3 separate regions of the Rattus norvegicus genome follow, and all the other regions are linked to region 1. The links are chromatin contacts, called in public Hi-C maps. All regions are on one chromosome and are shown on one strand. Each heading gives the region's core, a stretch centred on a gene start, on an enhancer-like site or on the middle of the called end of the contact. The rest is flanking DNA. Distances are from core to core; before and after follow the strand shown. Region 1 holds the start of U2af2 (U2 small nuclear RNA auxiliary factor 2). Region 2 holds the start of Hspbp1 (HSPA (Hsp70) binding protein 1). Region 3 holds the start of Rpl28 (ribosomal protein L28).

Region 1 (4,993 bases), core at 1,177-3,676:
TAAACTTAGGGAACTAAGAAGGGGGCTAAAGCTAAGAGATACAGTGAGTCTGGGTCAGAGACAAATACCCACAGGCAGGCAAGGTGACAAGATGGTCAAGCTTTCTTCCAGCAAGGCAAGAACCTTCTCCCACATACTGATGCTGGACCGTTAAAAGGAAACTTCATTTGCTCAAAATGCTATACTCTAGCTGTCTTATGCACATAGCTCCAATAATCGACCCTTATAGGCTGGGTCTCAGGCCCCGTTGCCAACATCAGAAGGGACACTCTAGAACTAGTATCACAGCCTCAAAAAACAGCTAAAGCAGCTCCACTTGAACCACCTGAACCACAAGGAACTGGCTTTGCAGTCAGAGCTCTACACAAAAGCAGGAACTTAGCTTTAACATCCAGTTTTTCTTTCTTTGAATGAAGGTCACATCTACATTACCAAGGTCTTATAGGAATAACATTTGGCATCCACTTTCCCCACCCTTCTACAACTCGACACCAGTCTAGTTAGGTATTTAGCATAATCCAAGCCACACAATCTATATACACTCTGCTCCATTTAAACTCAGCTCCAGCTTTCCACTGACTAATGCCTGGAGCTTTTTTTCTTAAGAGAAAAAACAAAAACTTTATAAGCCCTAGTTTACTGCTCAATAAACAGAAAGCTAGTATGTCCTCAGAAGGCTGTTACAAATGATTCACTTAAGACTGTTTAGAGCATGATGGTGGCTCAAGTCTCATGCAGAAGGCAGAGGCAGGAGAACCTCTGTTGAGTAGGACAAGTTCAAGGACTCAAGGACAGCTGGGGCTATACAGAGAAACCTTGTGGAAGGAAGGAAGGAAGGAAGGAAGGAAGGAAGGAAGGAAGGGAGGGAGGGAGGGAGGGAGGGAGGGAGGGAGATTTTAAGAGTTTAACAAATTTCCTTGCCCTGACACATGGTAAGGCCTGAGTTTAATCACAACTATAGTCAGTATGTACCACCATTACTAATTTCAAAAACCCAGTAAACAGAGCAGTGATGATCAGCATACACCTAACAAATTACCATACATAAAGATATTTGAACTCAGGTATATTCAATTTCTAAGGCCTATACTTTTAAACAGTACACTACTCAAAGCAGAAAAGCTCAACAAGGGCACTCAGAATAATTACTTTTTCCACATGTACTGTTTCAACTACTCTCTCAATTCCAGCTTCATTTCGAAGAATTCTGAAGGTCTCACCGAATGCCCCAACACAAGGCAGCTTAAGTCTCAATCCTTAAGAAATTTGAGCTCTTCAGTCTCAAAAAAGGAGGTTGTAGAGATGTCTTATATCTTATATATAACTCAACTCTTTCCTCGGGATTCCTAAATCCATCAGCACCAACATAGCCTGACTGCCTTTCTGATCCAAATTCATAGTACAGGATCTTACTTTAGGAGCACCTGCCTCTACTAACCTACTAATGGGCCAGCTCCCTACTTCCCATTTGCTTGACTATTTTATTATTATTTTATTATCCCTACAGTATGATTGGATTTAGGTGTCCGAGTTTGGAATGATACAGGACCTGGGCTTTGCCTAAAACCAAAAGGTTTAGGGAGTGTTAGGGATATGAAAAACAGATGTCGGCCGCCCAAACTCCAAGGCATATATGATTTATGCTCAGCAGGGGCACAAAGAACGCAGAGACTTCCCTCTTTGGCGGGCAAACAGGTGTAGGACACATTTTTATCTAAGACGCCACAAAACCGGAGGCTGAGACAGAAACATCGAGACAGGAGAGTTCTGGAGAAATCGAAAAGTATGAACAGGCTCGAAACCTACAAGCACCTAGTGATTGCAGCGCCAGTCCACGTGAAGGAGGGGGGGGGAGAGAGTGTGCTTCACCACCGCCATTTTGGAAACAAAGGGGGCGTGGAGAAAGGAAAAGTACGCCCGACCGGAAGCGGAAGTGCGAAGGCAGCAAAAGAAAAAGAATTGAGACCTAAATTCATGTCTTTCTCAAGTAAAAGACAAAAATTTAAAACAACAACAAAAAAGATGCACAAAGAGGAATGCGGCGCGCCCTCAATGCGCCTACTTGACAAAACGCGCCGCCTCCACCGAGACCACGTGGGCGCGGGATATTGCGGCGCGCACGCGCCGTGAGCCTCGCCCGCCACCCCTTCCCTCAGCGCCAAGGGGAGGTCACGTGAGCTAGGCGCGCGCGGCACGGGGGGGGGGGTAAATCGTGCGGCCCTAGGGAAGGGAACAAGAGAAATGGCAGGGGGGGCGCACAGGGCGAAGCAAGAAGCCACCCCACAACCCCAGCGCCCTCACCTTGTTTATTCTCGTTGAGCTGCCGCTCGAACTCGTCGAAGTCCGACATGCTTAGGCGGCCGCGTAGGGCCCTGTGCAGCTCTCGCCTCGCCTTGCCGCCCGCCCGCTCCGGCTACTTCCGCCGCTGGCTTCGGCTACTTCCGGCCCCCGCCGGCACTCCGTCGCCTACCTAAGCAAGCCCCAAGCCCCGCCCCGTCCCGACTCCACCCCCTCGTCCCGCCCGCCCCACCCCCCCTCGAACTTCCCCGAGCTCAGATCCGAAGCCTGTCGGCTATTCTCGGAGAGAGAAGTCTGCAGACGACGGTCGCCCTCGAAATCACCCGAAGCGAGGATTTTTGCCGGCTGCCCAAGTTGCGGTAACTTTTCGGAGACTAGCGTTTCAACGTTCGGAGGATTCCGTGGGTCCTCGCGTTCCCCTACACCAGCCTCCTCTAAAGATACGGGTTTTCCTACAACTCAAACCGTCTCAGTCTCTGGCCGCCTCTGGAAATTAGTCCCACCCCTCGCCGACCCTGTTCAAGCGGTCAGTCACTTCCAACAATCCTAACCGTCCAGGCCTTCGGCTCTTCCGAAGGTTTCCAGCGCTCGCTCACCGCCCCTCTAGAGATTAAACCCGATTGTAATCTTCGGCTCTTTCCGGAGGTTCGACAGGGTCACTCCGCCCCTTCCGGAGAATATCGTTCCCTTCCGCCACTGCTTCAGGAAGGCCTCCAGCACGGAGGGGGGGAAATTCGGCTTTTTCCGCTGTTGTTTCGGCTCCTTTCGGCTTAAAGAACCGAAAAGGGAGGGAGGACAGATGAGAGGTGGGCCAGATGGCTATAGTGGACGGGGCGGAGTCTCAGCTTTGGCACTTAGCTCTCTAGAAAACTGAAAAAACTGACCTCGCGGAAGGCCAGAGAAGGTGTACGGGACAATAGCAGCCAGTTGAACAAAGGGTGTTCGAGGACGCGGCGGAGGTTGTTAGCGCAGCTTGGGACTCCTGCGCACAGTGATTTGAGAGGGGTTTCTGCGCCTGCGTAGCGGTCAGAGGCACGTTTTTCTCCGCTCTCGGGAGGATCCGCCATTCTAAATCCACATTGCGCGTGCGCACGATCTCCTCCAACATACCTCTACCCCCACCCCCAACCTTAGCCCCGTAGACACTAACTTCAAGACGGTTTAACCAGCCTGCCCTCTCCCGGTTGCCATGGCAATCGCGTTAAATCGTCCGCCCCTGCTCCTGCTGCGCAACCGCAGAACGTGCCACCTACGAGAAATCTAACCCCGGGCGGACGGAAACGAGTCTACACAGCGCCCCCTGGTACCTCCATGGGGCCGGCTCAACTAGAGGTCATTGAATCAATTCCCCAGCCGGTGCATTTTAAAAGTCGGCTTACCTCAAAGTTTCTCCAGAAAGAGGCTGCTGCTCCGCTTCCCACCTCTGCCTCCTGGGGCTAATTACACCCTGTCCTCCCCAACCTCTCTAGAGGCCTCTGCCTGAGCGCTCCCGTCCCGGTCTCCGTGGCGACGGCCACCCCTTCCCAGCACATCCCCTTTCTAGTAAGATCTAGGGCCCAGTTTATTGAAAATTTTCATGTCTCTTTAATTTAAACTCTCAGAATAATGCTCTGTCTTCGCGTGGGATGCAGATGGGCTACTCCTGGCTAGGGAGGCAGAGCTGGCAGCCCTTGCGGAGTGAAATGGAGGTGGGGTGCCTAACGTGTGCGGCCGAGAGACCGGGCCTAGTGCTCTCGAAGGGCAGCTTCTAGCCCTGGCGGCGCCCGGGGAAACCAGGCCTGGCACTCTGCTGGGCAGGGAGGTGTATGGGGCGGCGGCATCACCGCTTGAAGCGGTAGGTGATTGGCAGGAGCAGTTTGCTCTTCTTGAGAGCCTGCACCTTCTTGAGAGTCTCGTCGTCCAGTGCCAGGAAGCAGCGGCGGGAATACTCTAGCAGGCGCTCCTTGGATGGATCGAACTCTCCCACCTCAGCCAGCTTTTCGGGAGCCACAATGAGTAGCTCTGCGATGGGCGTGGTCAGCGCCACGGTGTTCCTGTCCACACGGTGGTGCTCAAAAGCTCTGGACATGCTCTTCAGCTTCTGGAAGGTGCCCAGGATCTTCTTGTAGCGGCACAGGACCCCATCAGCATCCTTCACTGCAGGACCAAGAAGGCAGAAAGAGGAGGACTGGGAAAGACACTCATGTGGGGCCAGAGACATGAACCCGGATAGAAACAGGGCAGGCATAAGGAGGAAAAATGGGGTGAGACACACACAGATTAGGAAGCAAATGAAAGCAAACAAGAAAGAAAAATCATGAAAGTGGGGTCACATGAGGAGCCCCATACAGGAAGAGAAAGGGAAACAAAATGGAAAATAGTTGAGACCTGAATAAGAAATGAAGATGGACCAGGGAAATTGAAGGTAGGCCTGGACACCAGAGGAGAGAAGAGGCACCTATGAGATGTACCCAGAGACCTCCTTTCTGATGATACAGGACTGAATCTGCTGGTTGGTGAAAACCGAAATTTAATGCAGGACCACAAAGGGCTGTGAGATGAAGTTGGGTCTGATTGTTTTGTATATGGGGAGTTAGGGCATCACTATAGAGCTCACACTGTGATTCTGGGTGGACATCCCCTCCATGTACCCACTCACCCCGTTGCCTCTCTCGAGCCTTGGGCTTCCCAAATCTCCTCCGGCCAGCACTTCCCT
Region 2 (4,993 bases), core at 697-3,196, 390 kb after region 1:
TTGACAAGTGGAAATAGGAAGATTCTCTGGGACTCAATAGCCAGCTGGTATAAAACGTAGGGCTGGAGAGATGGCTCAGCAGTTAAGATGAGTACTATTCTTTCAGAGGACCCAAGTTCCGTTGCCACACCCATGTCAGGAAGCTCACAGTTACAGGTAACTCCAGCTCCAGGGAATATAAAACCCTCTTCTGGCCTCCTATAGCACCTATATTCACATGCACTTACCTGTACATAGATATACATATATACATAAATAAAAAGTCTGGAGCAGATGAGATTCCTCAGCGGTTAAGAGCACTGGCTGCTCTTCCAGAGGTCCAGAGTTCAATATATATATATACGCATACATGTAGGTAAAATACTCATACATAAAAGTGAATAAAATAAGGCAGGGTGGGTGTGCACACTCTTACCCCCACATTCAGGATGCTAAGGCATGTGAATATTTATGAGTTGTAGGACCACCTGGTCATGTCTGCTCCAGGCCAGCCAAGGTTACATACTGAGAGCCTCATCAAAACAAAACAACAAAATACCAAACCAACTCCAAAATGAAAAACAAAAGTGGAGTGGGGTGGGATGGAGAGGGAGAGAGAGAGAGGGGGGGGGGAGAAATAGTTCAATGAGAGATAGTTCATTAAAAGCTCTTGTTACTTTATTGCTCTTGCTGAGGACTCAGGTTCAATTCCCAGTACCCGTATGATGGCTCACAATCATCTGTAACTCCAGTTCCTGGCAATCCATCAGGCATGGGTATGGTGCACATACATACGTGCAGGCAAGACATGCATTCACACTGGGCAGTGGTGGTGCATGCCTTTAATTCCAGCACTCAGGAGGCAGAGGAAAGTGGATCTCTGTGAATTTGAGGCCAGCCCGTTCTACAGAGTCAGTTCTAGGACAGCCAAGACTACACAGTGAAACACTGTCTCAAAAACAGGACAAAAACCCAAAAACTAACCAACCAACCATAAACCATTCATATACAAGTAAATGGATAAATTTACAAAAATTAAAGCAACAACAATAATAATGTGAGGGGCTGGAGAGATAGGTGGCTTGGCAGTTAAAAGTACTTACTGTTCTTGCAGAGGGCCTGAGCTTGGTTCCTAGCACCCACACTGGTTGTCTCTTAATTGCCTGTAACTCCAGCTTTAGGGGATCCTATGTCTCTGGCCCCATGGGAACCTGCATTTACATGCACCCGCCTCCTCCTCCACTACATAATTAAAAACAATAAATCTTTAAAAGAAAACTCTAAAAATATTTTTTAAACGAGGTGAAGATAAAAGGTGGAAGACAGCTGATGTGACTTTCCACACACACCATGCATAGTCACATGAAGACATATATACACAACTCAGAGTATTCCACATCGAAACCGATAATAAGTGGGGAAACAGAGGCCTAAAAAAAGATGAGACTGAGTCTTAGGTTACAAAGGTGGGATATTAGGGGCGATATGCCAAGACTCTATAGGAGCAACTGCAGTTAAAATCGGTTAAGTGAGGAACAAAACCCCTTGAGAAGCAGAGAAGGGGCGTGGCCTACGCAGGGGCGTGGCCGAACAGGACAAGCTGAAGTTCCAGGTACTAAGAGGCGGGGCTTGACTGGGTCAGGCCGAAACGCCTAGAACAGAGGCGGGGATATGAGTATAGGCGGGGCCTATGTCTGGGAGGGGAGGAGCTCGCCACGAGAGTGTCGTATTCGCTAAGGTACTTAGAGGAGCTAGGGGGCGGGGCTTATAACAAAAGCGCGAATGTAGGGGCGTGGCAAGGAGAAAGGCTTAGTAGACAGAGGCGGAGCTAAGTGCCGCATCCGCCAAGGGGTGCTGCTTAGAACTGGGCAAACAGCTTGGGGTGAGGCACTTCCGAGTGAGATCTGCGTATTTCCGGCAAAGATGGCGGCGTCCAACAGAGTCAGGTGCAGGCGAGTCTGTCTTTAGGCGTGGTGGCCGCTCTAGACCGGGCAAGGTGAGATCAGCCCCACTGGGGCGCCCCTCTTCAAAGGCAAGGAAGGAGACTTGTTGCTAAGGAGACTGAGGGAAGACTTGTTGCCACGGAGGCGGGGCAGTGGGGTTGCTAAGAGACAAGGACGCAAGCTGGGGAGCTTGGGGGAGCTCGTTGCCAGGGAGTGGGTGGGGCCTGTTGCTAGGGAGTAAGGAGGGACGTCGGATTTGGGGAAGGGTCCTGTTGGTATGAAGGAAGGAAAGGGGGCTATGGTTAAGGTGGTTGCAGCCAGAATGCTTTGGGATCAGGAGGAGACTCCTAACACCTTCAAAACTCCACCTTTTCAGCAGACCTTAAGGAATCGACCCATCCCGACGCCAGAGCTGCCTCACCGGTGACCATCAATTTCTTTTCAACACATTCTTCCTTCACAGACAGTCCATGGCAGACAAAGGCTCAGGGGGCAGTCGCCTCCCCCTCGCACTGCCTCCGGCCTCCCAGGGTTGCTCGTCAGGGAGCAGTGGCTCCTCGGCGGGGGGCTCAGGCAACCCTCGCCTTCCACGGAACCTCCAAGGCCTGCTGCAGATGGCTATTACTGCGGGCTCTGAGGAACCAGACCCTCCTCCAGAACCCATGAGCGAGGAGGTAAAGTATGAGAACCTAAGAACCTTGGATGAGAGTCCTGGGGATATTAGTGTCTTAGGAAGAGTGGTTAAGTGAATTAGAAGCTGTTGTCTTCCTGGGTGTGAGCAAGAGTCTAAATGTGGCATCATGGTAGGCTGAAGGTCAGCTGTGAAGTGTCTGAACACAGCCTTTTACTGGGAGGCAGGATCAGTCTGGGTTTTCTGGACCCAGGTAGAACTAGATTCAGCCTTGTCCTCACAAGTATGACCTTGGGTATACTTTCCAATCCTAAAGTTTACAATCCTAAAGTTTTCATCATTTTTTTAATTGATGGTGATAATAATAGCAATGATAGTGTTTCATCAGGCAGTTTTTTTTTTCCGGAGCTGGGGACTGAACCTAGAGCCTTGCGCTTGCTAGGCAAGCGCTGTACCACTGAGCTAAATCCCCAACCCCTATCAGGCAGTTTTGATGTTCTAGTTTTTACTGACCAGTACACAGTATACTGTATAGTTGGGCATGGCCAGTTGCCAACCATGACCTTGGTTGGGCAAGTCATATCCTTTCTCTGTCTCTGATTTTTTTTTTTTTTTAATTTATGGAATAGCCATAATCAAACCTGACAGAATTGTCTTGAAGGTTGATAGGAATTTTACATGTAATTTCTTTTTAGCTGACATTTATGATACATAGAGTATTACAGTAACTCAGTTAAGTTATAGAAACATTTATACAAGTTGTATCATTAAATCTTTATGACACAAGAAGGAAACGGGCACAGAGCAATGAGATATTTATCCTGGAGTGTGATTTCAAAGCCTTACAGCCTCTTCCCCTTTTCTTTCCTGTTTTGAGATTGTGTCTCGCTGGGGATTTAGCTCAGTGGTAGAGCGCTTACCTAGGAAGCGCAAGGCCCTGGGTTCGGTCCCCAGCTCCGAAAAAAAGAACCAAAAAAAAAAAAAAAAAAAAAAAAAAAGAGATTGTGTCTCATACAGACCAGGCTAGCCTAAATGACCTTACCCTTCCCACCTTCCTGTGCCCTTCCCCCACACCTCCTAAATCCTGGGCTTACAGGTGTGTGCTATGCTAGCCATTTCAGTCTTGAAGCTCCCTTTTGGGGACAGTATAGTGTCTGATCTTCCTCTGGGCTCCCTTGTCTTGTTCTCGTGCCATTTGCTGATTTCTCCTCATTCTCTACCCTTTCTGGTTTTTGTTTGTTTGTTTTAGTTCTCCAGACAATAGTTGGCATGGCTAGAGAGCAGGTCTTGTCCTAACGTGGTGGTGGCAAGTACAGGCCAGGGATGCTTTTCAAACTGCATGTAGTTCTCAGGACATTTGTCACAACCTCCACGCTCATGATCCTCCGTTGTCTTCATCTTACCATACAGAGCTTGTCATACTGCCATATCATGTCACATTACATGTTGTATTTTTTTTTTTTTTACCTCTAGCTTCTCTGTGTTTACCACGCACACACCCTGAACAATACTTTTCTTTTCTGTAACCAGTCCGTCTCAGGATTGACTCCCTAGTACCTAGAAAAGAAGTTATGACTAAAACTGTAACCATCTGGGCATGGTGGCTCATGCTTGTTAACCCCAGCACTTGGGAGTCTGAGACAGGAAGATGGCTGTGAGTTGGAAGCCTGATTGCACTATAGAATGAGAGATTCTGTGCTTCCTAGATACTTGTTGATGGAAAGAGCCATCAGCCCTGGCATTTGGCTGTCCCTGTTAGTGTCACTCCCTAGGCAATCACTGAGAGACGACTTCTCTCCCCACCCTTCTCCCTTCTTCCCTAGAGACGCCAATGGCTGCAGGAAGCCATGTCAGCTGCCTTCCGAGGCCAGCGGGAAGAGGTAGAGCAGATGAAGAACTGCCTCCGGGTCTTGTCCCAGGCCACACCCCCAACTGCTGGTGAAGCTGAACTGGCCACTGACCAGCAGGAGCGTGAAGGGGCACTAGAGCTGCTGGCAGACCTGTGCGAGAACATGGACAATGCGGCAGGTACCCCCCTCCCCCAGCTCTCACCAGTGTCCCACATCCTGTGTGGCTCAGCGCTTGTCCCTGCTCTCCTGGACTGAACCACTGGCTCCTCCTGGCCTTTCCCTTTCGTTAGCACAGGAACAAAGCCCTCCTCATATCCCACCAAATCCCTATGGTGACAAGTTTGTTTGCTACTTTCTAATGAGTCCTGGGACTGATATTCACCCCCTAATTTGCTTGCTGCTTTCTCAAGGGTGGGAAGGGAGGTGGTTTAGGGTGGAGTGGTAATGTGGGACAGCCTTGAGGTAGAGTGTTTGATCAGATGTCTCTGAGTGAGGGTATGTCATGGGGTATCATGGAGTCCAAAAAGCATTCCAGGCAGTAGGAATAGCTAGTGCAAAGGTGGAGGTACCATGGTGCTGTTGTGGTCAGA
Region 3 (4,993 bases), core at 1,196-3,695, 280 kb after region 1:
CTCTGGTAAAAATGGTGTACTATTTTGCATTCAAGGCTCACTCACGTTCGTCATGTCAGTGATAGCTAATACTGGCTGGAAGGGGCAAGAAATGGCCCAATACCTCAGTACACCTGTGTACTTGTGTCACCCACTAATCCAGATAGACTTACAATGGCTTATTTTTGAGGCAGGGTCATCTCTATACCCCTGGGTATCCTCAGAGTTGCTATGTAAACCAGGCTGGCCTTAAATATTCACCTGCTTCAGCCTACCAAAATGTTGAGATTACAAAACATTTGGTAAAAACTAGACTTTGTTGACATTTTTCAGGATTAGCAACACACACTAAAACTCTATTGCTGCACTATGAACTCCTAGCTGACACCCCCACCCCACCCCGAATGTGACATTTAGGATTGTCACTGTTTTACACATCAGATGAATAGAACATACTTTCACTAAGGACTTCACTCTGAAACCTTTGTATTAACATTCTCCTCTTATTAGGAGGCATGTCAACTCAAGAGCGGGGCCTATCTGGGTCAGTGGACTGAGACCTGGTAAGACAGCCTCAAGCTCAGGCAGAGGGGCTCAGGGTATCTGACACTATCAGCTGCTAAGAACCCTGTAATCATTTGCCCTCACTCCTGTTTCTACAGGAAATCAACCCTCAGCCCAATCTGATTTCACTCCTGTTGGTGCCTAGATGGCCCTGTGAATGGCTCTTCAGCCTATATCCTTCCAGGCTGGTAACTAACTCTTTAGATACTCACAACATAGGAAGCATTTAGACAGATGCTCTGCACCGAGTGTCTAGCCTTGACAACCCCCACTTCAGATGAACAAGTTCCTAACAAGAGGAGTTTTGATGGCACAACTAAAGACAAACGCAGGGCCACAGCTCAATGAGCCACAGAACAGGAGGCCTAAAGGAGGTGGTCGAACAAATCAGTGGACTCTTTATTGCTTCTGGGGTGTGGGGCTCAGGAGCTCTTGGTGGGGCGGGTCCGTTTCCTCTTCACCACCACAGGCTTCTGGCTTCGAAGGATGGCACTGGCTCTGCGGATGGCCGCCTGAGGACAGGATAAGGAACTTAGCTCACAAACTCAAAAGACACTCCCACTTACTGCTACCTGTTTCCTAGGACTACAGAAAGGCTGTCCTAAGGCTGGGAAGTCAGAAGAATCTCCAGCCTAGCTCCAGCTAGGCAGAGTCAAGAACCCAGGCCTACATCCAGTCCCTCAGCTGTCCCCTTGCCCTAAGGATCCATCCATTACTCACCATACGCAGATCAGGGCGGTACTTGTTTTTTCGGATCATGTGCCTGATGCTGCTGAGGGTAGCCCGAGCATTCTTGTTGATGGTGGTCCTCACGTAGGAAGTGGCAGGTTTTCGCTGACCTGTTAAGGAGAGACTAGGAATCAAGTCCATCTGCATACGCCCTTGATGAAACACAGCCTCACCGAAGAACATGCTCACTCTTACTCGACTGTCTTTCCACCAGCCCATTCACTACACTCCCTAAGTGGTCGCCATAGGTCGATCTCAACCAAGTCCTGTGAAAAACCCATTCCTCTTTAAAACTCCCAGATACAGCAGGAATATAGTAGTACAAGCCTTGAATTCCAGCACTCAGAAAGCAGAGTCAGGTTGATCTGAGTTAGAGATCAGCCTGGTCTACAAGAGTTCCAGGACATTACCGTCGTCTATATAGAGAAACTGTAAGTTTCTCCACTTTTGGACTTTTAACTAGGAAGTCAGAGGAAGGACAGGAGCTCTGGGAAAAAAAGGGAGAGCTACTGTGTGCAAAGGCTCACCGGATCTGCGTTTCATAACCACCACGACCCCTTTGCCATCAGCCGCAGGCTCCACTCCGACCGTCTTGCGGTGAATTAGCCCGTTGTAGCGGAAGGAGTTTCGGGCCTTCAGATTATTGGGCTCCTGGGGAATAAATTTAGAAGACGGTTAAGGCCCGGATATGCCAAAGAGGCAGAGTGCCTTCTCCCACACGGGCCACACTTACCGTGCTGTACGTCTGCTTATTCCTCTTGATCAAGAAACTGGAGCAGTTCCGAACGACCATCCATTGCAGATGCGCGGACATGGCGGCGACTAGGGAGAAACCGGACACACGAAAGATGTCAAATAGAGAAGCATGCCGTGGATAGGCGTCTAGGTAATCGGAAGCACGGTTGGGAGAAAACGAGCAAGAGCTTTGCAAGGCCGGAATGAGTGACCAAAGGAGGTAGGCCGAACTAAGACCGCGGAGGCTGAGAAAGGAGGGGAAGGGACGCTGAGGCCCCACTTCCGGCGAGGAATAAGGACTATGAACGGCCCTTGGGTACGAGGAGAGAAAACACAGGCTGGAAACCCAGGCGGTGGGCGCGAGATGGCGGCCACGCGGGACGGACAGAGGACTCACGCTCACCTCCTCTCCCTGCGGCGGCCGGAGACGGAAAGAAAGACACTAGGGGCGGGGCGACACCTTTAAAATGACAACGCATTTCCGCTTCCTCCGGTGGCGCTCTTGAAATCCGCCACCCAGCTTTCTCCGATCCTTGGGTTCCGCCTCCGAGTCTTTTTGACTCGGGAACCTTCGGAAATCTTCGTCTGTAGATCCCAGCGAGTTCTCGCGGTGGCACGATGCTGCTGGTCGGAAGTTTTCGAACTTCGTCACTGGGTTTTCGTGAAGTTCCAAAAGCAGAGATCTGGAGAACTATTTCTCCGCCGCATCACCCTGGTCTGTTCAATTAGCACTTAGCACTAGATGATGGGCACTAATAAATATTTTGAAAAAAGGGTTTTGCACCCTTGTCTAGTAGATTCCGAACTTATCCTCCCACCTCAGCCTTATGGATGCAAATATTGAGGATTCCAGAACTGTATCATTACGTGGGGCTTAATTGATTTTAAGATTTATTTATTTTTTAAAAAGTATTTATGTTTACTTATTTCTTATTTGCTATTCATTGGTGTTTTGCCTGCATGTATGTCTGTGTGAGGGTGTTGGATACCCTGGAACTAAAGTTACAGCAGTTGTGAACTTCCCGGTGGGTACTGAGAATTGAACCAGCGTTTTCTGGAAGAGCAGCAGCTAGTGCTGTTAATCGCTGAACCATCTTTCCAGTCCCAACTTAATTAATTTTTTGTAATATGTATGAGGGCTTGCTTGCTTGCTTTCTCCTGTCCTTTCTTTTTAAGCCCGGATATATGTATGGATGCTATGTGCTCGCCTGGTGCCTGGATTTAGTTAGACAGTTGTGAGTGCTGGTAATAAAACCTGGGTCCTCTGAACCACTGCGTCTTCTTTGCAACCCCAGATTTATTTACATTTAATTATGATGTATGGGGATGTTGTGTTAACATATGAAATGCAAGTCCAAAAGAAATCATTGATCCCAGGGAACTAGAGTTACAGGCAGTTTGTGAGCTGCCTCACGGGAACTGGTAACCAAACCCAGGCCCTTTGCAAGAATGGATCTTTAACCACTGAGAGCCATCACTCCTGTCCTCAAGACTTGTTCTTTAAATGGATGCATGAACGATTTTAAAGATTTTTCTCTGGCATGGAGTCTTCAGATGGTTCCATTACTCTTCTTGACTGTCCCCCACACAAACACCAGTGCCCAATGGACCATTTTCAGACCTCTCTAAAAATGTACTGCTGTCTAATAACTTGATTCTCTCATGCCTGGTTCTTTCTATGCAGAAACACTCCTTATGTCTGTCCTCAGCGATACCTGGCCAATCCTGGCAGCTTTCTAATTTTATTTGTGAGTACACTGTCACTGTCTTTAGACACACCAGAAGAGGGCATCGATGGTTGTGAGCCACCACATGGTTGCTAGGAATTGAACTCAGGACCTCTGGAAGAACAGTCAGTGCTCTTAACTGCTGAGCCTTCTCTCCAGTCCACCACAATCATTCTTAATATTTTATTAGCATTTAATTATGCATAAAGTGGGTTTATATGGCATTTTCCTATATGTATATAATATATACTCCCTTCTCCCACCACAGCTAATCTGTATGTGTGTGTCCAAGTGAGTTTCCTTTATGTTACTTATAGGCTCATGGATGGGAGTTTGTTTACAGGGGTACCAATGGCTGCACCAGTGTAGAAAATGTCATTTTCTCTTCCATCATCCTGAGTTTTCTCCAACTCTGAAACTACATTAAGTCTTGGGAGAACCTAGACAGAACTGTCTTGAAGTTTCCCACCCCAGGGGAGAATGGACTCACCTAAGTGTAGATGTGTGGAAGATCAGGACTTTCCTGTAACAGCTGTTGGTTCCCCAGAGTTTTCCCCATGGCTTGACCCAACCATTTGCCTGTGCCATGCTGCCTCCCAGCTCCAGAGTGCCCTAATGCCCTAATTGGAATGGACCCATTAAATTCTCCCTCAGTCAAAGCCATATTCAGGGATCAGCTTCCAGAGTAGGACATTTTTTCCTAGAAGCATTTATCAACAACAACAAAAAGGCCACAGTTTTGGGTTGGTTTGACTTGAGACAGGGTTTCTCTGTGTTGCCTTGGCGGTCCTGGATCTCGTTCTATAGACCAACCTGGCCTGAACTCTGAGATCTGCCTCCCAAGCGCTGGGACTAAAGGCATGGGCCACCACTCTCAAGCTAAAGCTACAATTTCCCTGCCACTTCCTTTCTATGACACTTGGACACTTCAGAAACTGGCTGGGAACTCGAGGGCAGGTCGTGTCAGGTTAACATCTGAGCACTAACAGAACCCTGAGCTAAGTATATTGTGTTCACATGCTGTCAGCCAGCACCCGGGAGATGGGTTCATTGTAGATCCACCCTTGGTTCACAAGAGATCTCAAAAGACAAGCAAGGAGACAGCAGCTTCAGGGCTCTGGCTGCTCCAGAGAATGTCTTTTTGTGCTGTGCAGGGCATGCTAGGCAAGCACTCCATCAAGGGAACTACAATCCCAGCGTGTTCGGTTTTTTTGTTTCTGATCCCAATTTTGGTTTACCATGGGCCTAGTGGCCCAGGT

Evidence for each region. A called contact is a pair of places that touch in the nucleus more often than the background predicts.
Region 2: a contact with region 1 is called in a Hi-C map of psoas muscle, with 2.2 times the contacts expected there. The contact joins the promoter of Hspbp1 here to the promoter of U2af2 in region 1. A contact is called at or near these places in 2 of 12 Hi-C or Micro-C datasets (mammary epithelial cells and psoas muscle) and 1 of 1 datasets of contacts at active chromatin or transcription factors (oligodendrocytes).
Region 3: a Hi-C map of liver shows a contact between it and region 1, with 4 times the contacts expected there. The contact joins the promoter of Rpl28 here to the promoter of U2af2 in region 1. A contact is called at or near these places in 2 of 12 Hi-C or Micro-C datasets (liver and mammary epithelial cells).

The regions. Positions count from the first base shown.
Region 1 is chr1:77,804,865-77,809,857 of GRCr8, forward strand. It overlaps U2af2 (U2 small nuclear RNA auxiliary factor 2), which reads right to left and starts at 2,427. Exons shown (of 12, transcript NM_001427198.1): 1 at 2,302-2,427. The coding sequence starts at 2,350. It overlaps Ccdc106 (coiled-coil domain containing 106), which reads right to left. Exons shown (of 6, transcript NM_001400938.1): 5 at 4,937-4,993; 6 at 3,859-4,434. The coding sequence ends at 4,118.
Region 2 is chr1:78,192,472-78,197,464 of GRCr8, forward strand. Hspbp1 (HSPA (Hsp70) binding protein 1) reads left to right here and starts at 1,947. Exons shown (of 8, transcript NM_139261.1): 1 at 1,947-1,975; 2 at 2,299-2,596; 3 at 4,377-4,581. The coding sequence starts at 2,393. It also overlaps a transcript of Brsk1 not described here.
Region 3 is chr1:78,081,087-78,086,079 of GRCr8, forward strand. It overlaps Rpl28 (ribosomal protein L28), which reads right to left and starts at 2,446. Exons shown (of 5, transcript NM_022697.3): 1 at 2,411-2,446; 2 at 2,006-2,094; 3 at 1,800-1,923; 4 at 1,264-1,382; 5 at 1-1,055. The coding sequence starts at 2,086. The coding sequence ends at 966. It overlaps Tmem238 (transmembrane protein 238), which reads left to right and starts at 4,794. Exons shown (of 2, transcript NM_001400949.1): 1 at 4,794-4,993.